Regions from separate parts of the Oryctolagus cuniculus genome. Here region 1 is linked to region 2. A link is a contact called in public Micro-C data. All regions are on one chromosome and are shown on one strand. Each heading gives the region's core, a stretch centred on a gene start, on an enhancer-like site or on the middle of the called end of the contact. The rest is flanking DNA. Distances are from core to core; before and after follow the strand shown. Region 1 holds the start of USP27X (ubiquitin specific peptidase 27 X-linked). Region 2 holds the start of WDR45 (WD repeat domain 45).

Region 1 (3,465 bases), core at 119-2,618, 390 kb after region 2:
AAGGAGGAACTCTCTCCTAAGCTCAGCTCCTTCTGCCAGCTTTGTTAGGTGTTTGCAGGCAGAGATGGTGACATTGGCCTCGGGATGGAATCCAGACCCATACAAACACTAAGCATCTAAAGATTATGGTGGCACTCTCCACCAGTGATTCCAAGTGAAAGTAGCATGCAATCGGGGGGGGGGGGGATTGTAAGAAAGTTCAACCAAGTTCTCTCTTTTTTTTTTTCCCATGAGGACTATTATAAAAAAACAAGAAAGTGTTTCTGGTATATATACGTTGACTGTTTGCTTTATAGTATCTCTTCCCTGCTAGTGATTTAAGTCTTCCTTAATGTGCCTTTTGGGAGAAGCTAGCCCCGACTGTGGCCCTGGGGTAAGTTTGGTTCAGTGCTGTGCCCACAGTTCCTAATACAACACCTGGCTGTGGGTCAAAGACGAATATACATCTGTTGAGTGAATGTTGGCAAAACTCTCCACTGCCAGAACATGCTGGCCTGAGCAGAGGCGGGGTGGGCCTGTGGGCTTCTGCAGGGAGTTGATCAGTAAGGCAACCAGCTTAACATGGGTGGTCTTTAAGGGCAGAGAGTTCCAGGCACGGTAGAGATGGTTAATTCTCCTTCTCGTCCGATAGTTGGGATGAGTAACCCCTGGTCCTCTCGGCACACTCCATGACATCAGTCACTTTTAGCAGCAGCAGCAGCAACAGCAGGAAAATTCCTTTAGCTCACGTGCTAGGTCGGGTTCCTCTGGTTGCAGGCCACACAGGGCAGGCATCCATTGGAAGATGCTGGGTGCTTCAAGGAACTGAAGAGCTGACTTAAGCAGGTGACTTAAGGGCAGGCAGCAGGCCACCCTCCGCTGTGTGGGAGCCAGGCAGTCTAGGGCTCCCGAGTCCTCAAGACCAACACCTGCTGCTAACCCAGGAGGCCTGCCCCACCCCGCCCCCTCCCTGGAGGAAGGGGACAGGTGTGTGTGTGGGGGTGCGGGCCGCCTGTGCAGGCCAAGGAGAGCTTGGCTGGGTATCATCAGGCAGCACAGCCCCCGAGCCTGAGCCCGAGCCCAAGCCCGAGCCCGAGCCCAAGCCCAAGCCCGAGCCCGGCAGTGTGCACTAGGCCATGGCCAGCAGCTATCAGGACTCGGAGAGCAGCAGGCTCGCCCGCTGCCCTGGGCTGCACTCCCCAGAACCAGTAGCTACAGCAGGCCCCTCCACACACGGGTTCCCAGAGGCCCCTGACACTCAGGCCCGCCCCCTCTCCCCACTGGCCGCTCCACACATTTCTACCTGCTGCCCGGCCTGGGACCCTGCAGGTTGCAAGGGTCTTGGGACTGTGTCTTGTAGCTTGCGCCCCTCTCCCAGCTGTAGGGGAGATGCTGGCTGTGGAGCTGGCCTGGTCTCGCTCGCTGGCCTTGAATTTTGTCTCCGGGCTGCTCAGCGTCTGCCGGGTCAGGAGGCTAGCTGGCATCCCACTCCTGGCCTTGGGAGCCCAGGGAGGAGGCGAGGGGCAGAGCCAGACTCAGCAGAGAGCTGATAAGATGGGCAGGGGATGTGCCTCTCCAGGCCCAGTGGCCTTGGGGGCACTGCCCCTGCGGATCTGAAGGGAGTAGGAGCTTCATCCTTTTCAGGAAGGGCAGGTCCCGGGGTGGGAGGGGAGCTTGGGGGCAGGGCTGAGGGCAGCCTCGGCCGCCGAATAGGATGGCCTGCCCTCCGGACTCTCCTCTGCGGGGGCATTTCCTAGCGGGAGACACGTTTCTGGACTGGGCAACCGCTGCGCCCCCCGCCCCGCAGTGCTGGGGGAAGCCTGAACAGGGGAAGGGAAGGACGAGGAGAGGGGAGGAGACGATGAAGGGGGTCAGAGCAGCGATTGGAGCTGAGAACTGGAAGCGCCTTAAAGAGACTGCGCGGTCCCCGCCCCCCTTCCCGCCAGCCTCAATGAATTAGAGCTGTGTTTCCCAAACTTGCCTGATCAGAAGCAGCCTCTAGGGCCCCAGTTAGAGATACAGGTTCCGGAGTGCCTCCCTTCCAGACTGATTCAGTAGGCCTGCGGGTGGGGCCGAGGACTCTGTGATTTTTTTTTTTGAACACGCTCCCCCACGTGATTCTCGTGAACAAGCAAGTTTGGGAAATATTGAATTAAAGGAAACGGGGCCTGGCTGCAGAAGCGGCCTCCGCTAGGGGGCTTCGGCGGGAGGATCCCCGGGGGCGTCGCCTGCTTCCGCCGCCGCCTCCTTCAGTGAAAGTCCCTTTTGGGTCCAGCTGCCACGGCCGCCGCGCTCCCTCAGGCCGGGCGGGGGACACCCCAGGTCTGCGTGGCCCCCGCGCCGCCACGCCCAGTGGCCGCCTGAGCCCTGCGAGCAGGGGGAGGAGCCGCCGCCAGTGGAGGCGGAGGAGGTAGAGGAGGCGGAGACGGCGGAGACGGCGGAGAAGGCGGAGAGGAAGGTGGAGGCGGAGGCGGAGGCGAAGGTGGAGGGGAAGGTGGAGGCGGCGGGGAAGGTGGACGCCGCCGGGAAGGTGGAGACGGCGGGGAAGGTGGACGCCGCCGGGAAGGTAGAGACGGCGGAGGGTCCCGGCCGCCGGGCTGAGCTCAAGCTGGAGCCCGAACCCGAGCCGGTACGGGAGGCGGAGCAGGAGCCGGAGGGGGAGCCGAAGCAGGAGCTGGAGGATGAGGACCCAGCGCGGAGCGGCGGTGGCTGCAGCGGCGACGAGGTTCCTCCCCCCACCCTCCCCTCCGACCCGCCGCGGCCCCCCGATCCCTCTCCGCGTCGCAGTCGTGCCCCGCGCCGCCGACCCCGGCCCCGGCCCCAGACCCGGCTCCGGACCCCTCCACAGCCTAGGCCACGGCCCCCGCCCCGGCCCCGACCCCGACGCGGCCCTGGGGGCGGATGCCTGGATGTGGATTTTGCCTTGGGGCCCCCGGGTTGTTCCCACGTGAACAGTTTTAAGGTGGGAGAGAACTGGAGGCAGGAACTGCGGGTCATCTACCAGTGCTTCGTGTGGTGTGGAACTCCCGAGACCAGGAAAAGCAAGGCCAAGTCTTGCGTGTGCCATGTGTGCGGTGCCCATCTGAACAGACTCCACTCTTGCCTTTCCTGTGTCTTCTTTGGCTGCTTCACTGAGAAGCACATTCACGAGCACGCCGAGGCGAAGCAACACACCTTAGCCGTGGACCTCTATTACGGGGGGATCTACTGCTTCATGTGTAAGGACTATGTGTATGACAAAGACATTGAGCAGATTGCCAAAGAAGAGCAAGGAGAAGCTCTGAAGTTACAAGCCTCCGCCTCAAGCGAGGTTTCTCACCAGCAGTGTTCAGGGCCTGGGCTTGGTGACAAATACCCGACCTGGGAAACCACCAAGCCCGAGTTAGAACTGCTAGGACACAACCCCAGGAGAAGGAGAATTGCCTCCAGCTTCACCATTGGCTTAAGGGGACTCATCAACCTCGGCAACACGTGCTTTATGAACTG
Region 2 (3,400 bases), core at 276-2,775:
CTCCCGCGTCTCTGACTCCCAAGCCCCGTTCTCGGCGCCGCCCGCGGCCCGGCTTCCCTGACCTCCCGGGCCTTGGCGCCCGGCTCCCGTGTTTACATCAGGCCCTACTTCCGGGGGAGGGAGGCTGTGACCGGAAATGATGTACCTTGGCCAGAAAAGGAGCCCGCGGCTCTCTCGCCCGTTTCGCCGGTTTGGGGAGCATCGCGAGCAACTGTCTCCTAAGGAAGGCGCGGGAAGTGCAGGGAGGGCGGCTGGGGGTTCAGAGGCGGGGGAGGTTTCTCCAGGGCTAGACAGAGATACCCGAGGAGGGATGATATGGGGGAGGGAGGAAGGGAAGGAGAAAGAGAGAAACCCTCTCGCTAAGTGGGAAAGGGCGGAGCATCCAACTCGGTACCCACGGAGAGCTAGATGTGTTAACTTTCTGGACTAACTAGGCTTGGACCTCCGAGGTGCACTAGAGTAGCTGCCCCCTGATTGACGTACAGAGTTCCAGACTTATAGCGGAGGTAGGGGTGGAACCTGCAGACCCGGAAGGCTGAGTGAGACTTGCTCTCTTTGTCTAGGGAAAGACAGGGATGGATTTTGCGCTCCCCACCCCATCCTTCGCTGTCGTCTTTACAAAAGAAAAAAAAAAAAGAAATAGCTCTTTGCTGGTAAAAAGTCTGAATGCTTACTGTGGAAACAAAAGTTGCCAAATTATGGCAACTGGAAGTGTTTAATTCAACATTTGAATTTTTTGAGGTAAGTGCAGATTACATGCAGCTGTAAGGAAAACACAGGGAAATCCTGCAGTTGTATTACAATCGGGTATTAACACGGATACACCCACCCATCCTTTACTTTTTTCCCCAGTGTTGTTGATGCTTTCTTAATGCATACTTTGACATCTGTTTAATTCATTCTTTGTAACTGGCTTATGGTATCAGTGTAGCACTGTTGCGCTGTTGCCCTATTGATTTCAGGTCCTGTGTTGTCAACACTTCTGAACACATTTCCTTGTGAAGCTTGGTCCTGGAACCCTCCTGGGCATGACCCCATTGCTCTGCTTCACTCTCCTTCCCCATACTCAGCTTCTATTTAGCTTAATTCAGTTTGGCTTCTGCCCCTCCCACATCTCTGAGACTGCTCTTAACCAAATCACTGACGATTAATGATCTTGCAAAACAGCAGGAACTTCTCTACCCTCTGCTCTGATCCAGTTTCTTGCTCTCACTTGCTTGGTTTTCTGTCCCTTCTCTGGTTATCCATCCATTTGCATCCAGTTTCCAAATATCATGGTATCTTGAGTATTGCTGTAGTTTGAAAATGTCTCCTAAATCCATGTGGTGGGAATTTAGCCCTCAAATTCATGTTGATGCTACATGTTGAGGAATCTCCCTTCAGGACAGGATTAGTCCCTTCAGAGATGAATTGGTTATTTTGGGAATGGCTGTGTCGGGAACACTCCATCTCTTGTTTGGTCTCCGCATGTGATGCCTGTCCCTCCTGGGATGCTGAGCACATGTCAGTGCCATGCTGTTGGATTTCCCAGCTTCCAGAACTGTGAGCCAAATTTCTATTCTTACAAATGACCTGGTCTCGGGCCAGCGCCGCGGCTCACTAGGCTAATCCTCCGCCTTGCGGTGCCGGCACACCAGGTTCTAGTCCCGGTTGGGGCACCAGATTCTGTCCCGGTTGCCCCTCTTCCAGGCCAGCTCTCTGCTGTGGCCAGGGAGTGCAGTGGAGGATGGCCCAAGTGCTTGGGCCCTGCACCCCATGGGAGACCAGGATAAGTACCTGGCTCCTGCCATCGGATCAGCGCGGTGCGCCGGCTGCAGCGCGCTGGCCGCGGTGGCCATTGGAGGGTGAACCAACGGCAAAAGAAGACCTTTCTCTCTGTCTCTCTCTCTCTCACTGTCCACTCTGCCTGTCAAAAAAACAAACAAACAAAAACAAAACAAAACAAACCCAAACAAACAAACAAACAAAACAAATGACCTGGTCTCAGGTATTTTGTGATAGCAACAGAAAACAGACTAAGACAGCTATGACTCTGCCCCCTTTACTTTCAGAGCCAATAGTCTCTTCCTAGGTGACTTCATCTTCTCTGGTAGTCTTAATTGTTGCAAAGGTAGGCCCCCTAGTGTAGACCTCCCTCCTGAACAGCACATTCATATACAGTGATGACTTTTTGGACACATTCATGTCGATGTTTTAAAGCTTATCCATCCAAGCAGATCTCTTATTTCCTTCAAGCACCTTCCTCCTGTCCTCTTCATCTTACCCACTGGCACCAGAACACCCAGTTTGTCACTCAAGCTTGAGAGAAGTTACGGGATGGTGCTGTGGTGTAACGGGTTAAGCCTGCAGTGCCGGCATCCCATATGGGCGGCAGTTCGAGACCCGGCTGCTCCACTTCCTATCCAGCTCTCTGCTGTGGCCTGAGAAACCAGTGGAAGATGGCCCAAGTCCTTGGGCCCAGTACCCATGTGGGAGACCCGGAAAAAGCTTCTGGATCCTAGCTCCTGGCTTTGGATTGGCCCAGCTCCGGCTATTGCAGTCAGTTGGGGAGTAAACCAGTGGATAGAAGACCTCTCTCTCCCTCTCTGCCTCTCCTTCTCTCTCTGTGTAACTCTGACTTTCAAATAAATAAATAAATCTTAAAAAAAAAAAGAGTAGTTACATCATGCTAATTCCCCTCCATTGTCAAATCCTCTTGCTCCCACTGTGAAAAACCATGCACTTATAGTCAAGGTGGAGTAACAGAGACCAAAATGGCCCTGTCATGAAACACTCGTCTCCCCCAAATACCCAAATAAAGCAGACAAAATACACAAAGCAATGGTTGTTAAGACACTGGACATCTGGTACAGAAGGAAAATGACTCTTGAAAGATAAAAAGCAAGGTGAGCCCTACAATTGTCCCGTGTACTGTCTAGAGGGTTTCCTTACTGTGCTACAGAAGAGGAAACAGGCAGAGCCTGGGGTATTTCCTCAGCTGAGATATTCCAGCAAGACTGGGGCAGCTAGAGTTCAAAGGACGGAGTAGCAGGAGAGCAGCGCGTGGAGAGCCACAGACGTCTGTGGAGGGTTCCCCTTCAGCATTCCGCAGAGTACTTGTCAATACACGCATGGAAGACTCATCCAAGTGGATCAGAGGGAACACAGCCTGGCACGCACACGACGTCGACGCTGGTACCTACCCTCACCAGCCAGACCGGAAAAACTCCTGACTTACAGGATCTAACATACACAGAAGGTCTTGCCTCAGTCACGGGTCATACTTAGCTCTACATTTTACTGCTTCAGACCACTTAAACCATTGAAAGTCTCCAAAATATCTATAGAGGGAAAAATTCCCAACACCTAGAAATGTAAAATTTATGATGTCTGCTATCCAGTGATTACTAGACATTAGAAG

Evidence for each region. Hi-C and Micro-C count contacts between places; a contact is called where the count stands out from the background.
Region 1: a contact with region 2 is called in a Micro-C map of ear pinna, with 4 times the contacts expected there. The contact joins the promoter of USP27X here to the promoter of WDR45 in region 2. A contact is called at or near these places in 2 of 6 Hi-C or Micro-C datasets (ear pinna and an unstated tissue).

What each region holds. Positions count from the first base shown.
Region 1 is chrX:34,616,117-34,619,581 of mOryCun1.1, forward strand. USP27X (ubiquitin specific peptidase 27 X-linked) reads left to right here and starts at 1,369. Exons shown (of 2, transcript XM_051826916.2): 1 at 1,369-1,443; 2 at 2,174-3,465. The coding sequence starts at 1,369.
Region 2 is chrX:34,226,489-34,229,888 of mOryCun1.1, forward strand. It overlaps WDR45 (WD repeat domain 45), which reads right to left and starts at 1,526. Exons shown (of 11, transcript XM_051827102.2): 1 at 1-1,526.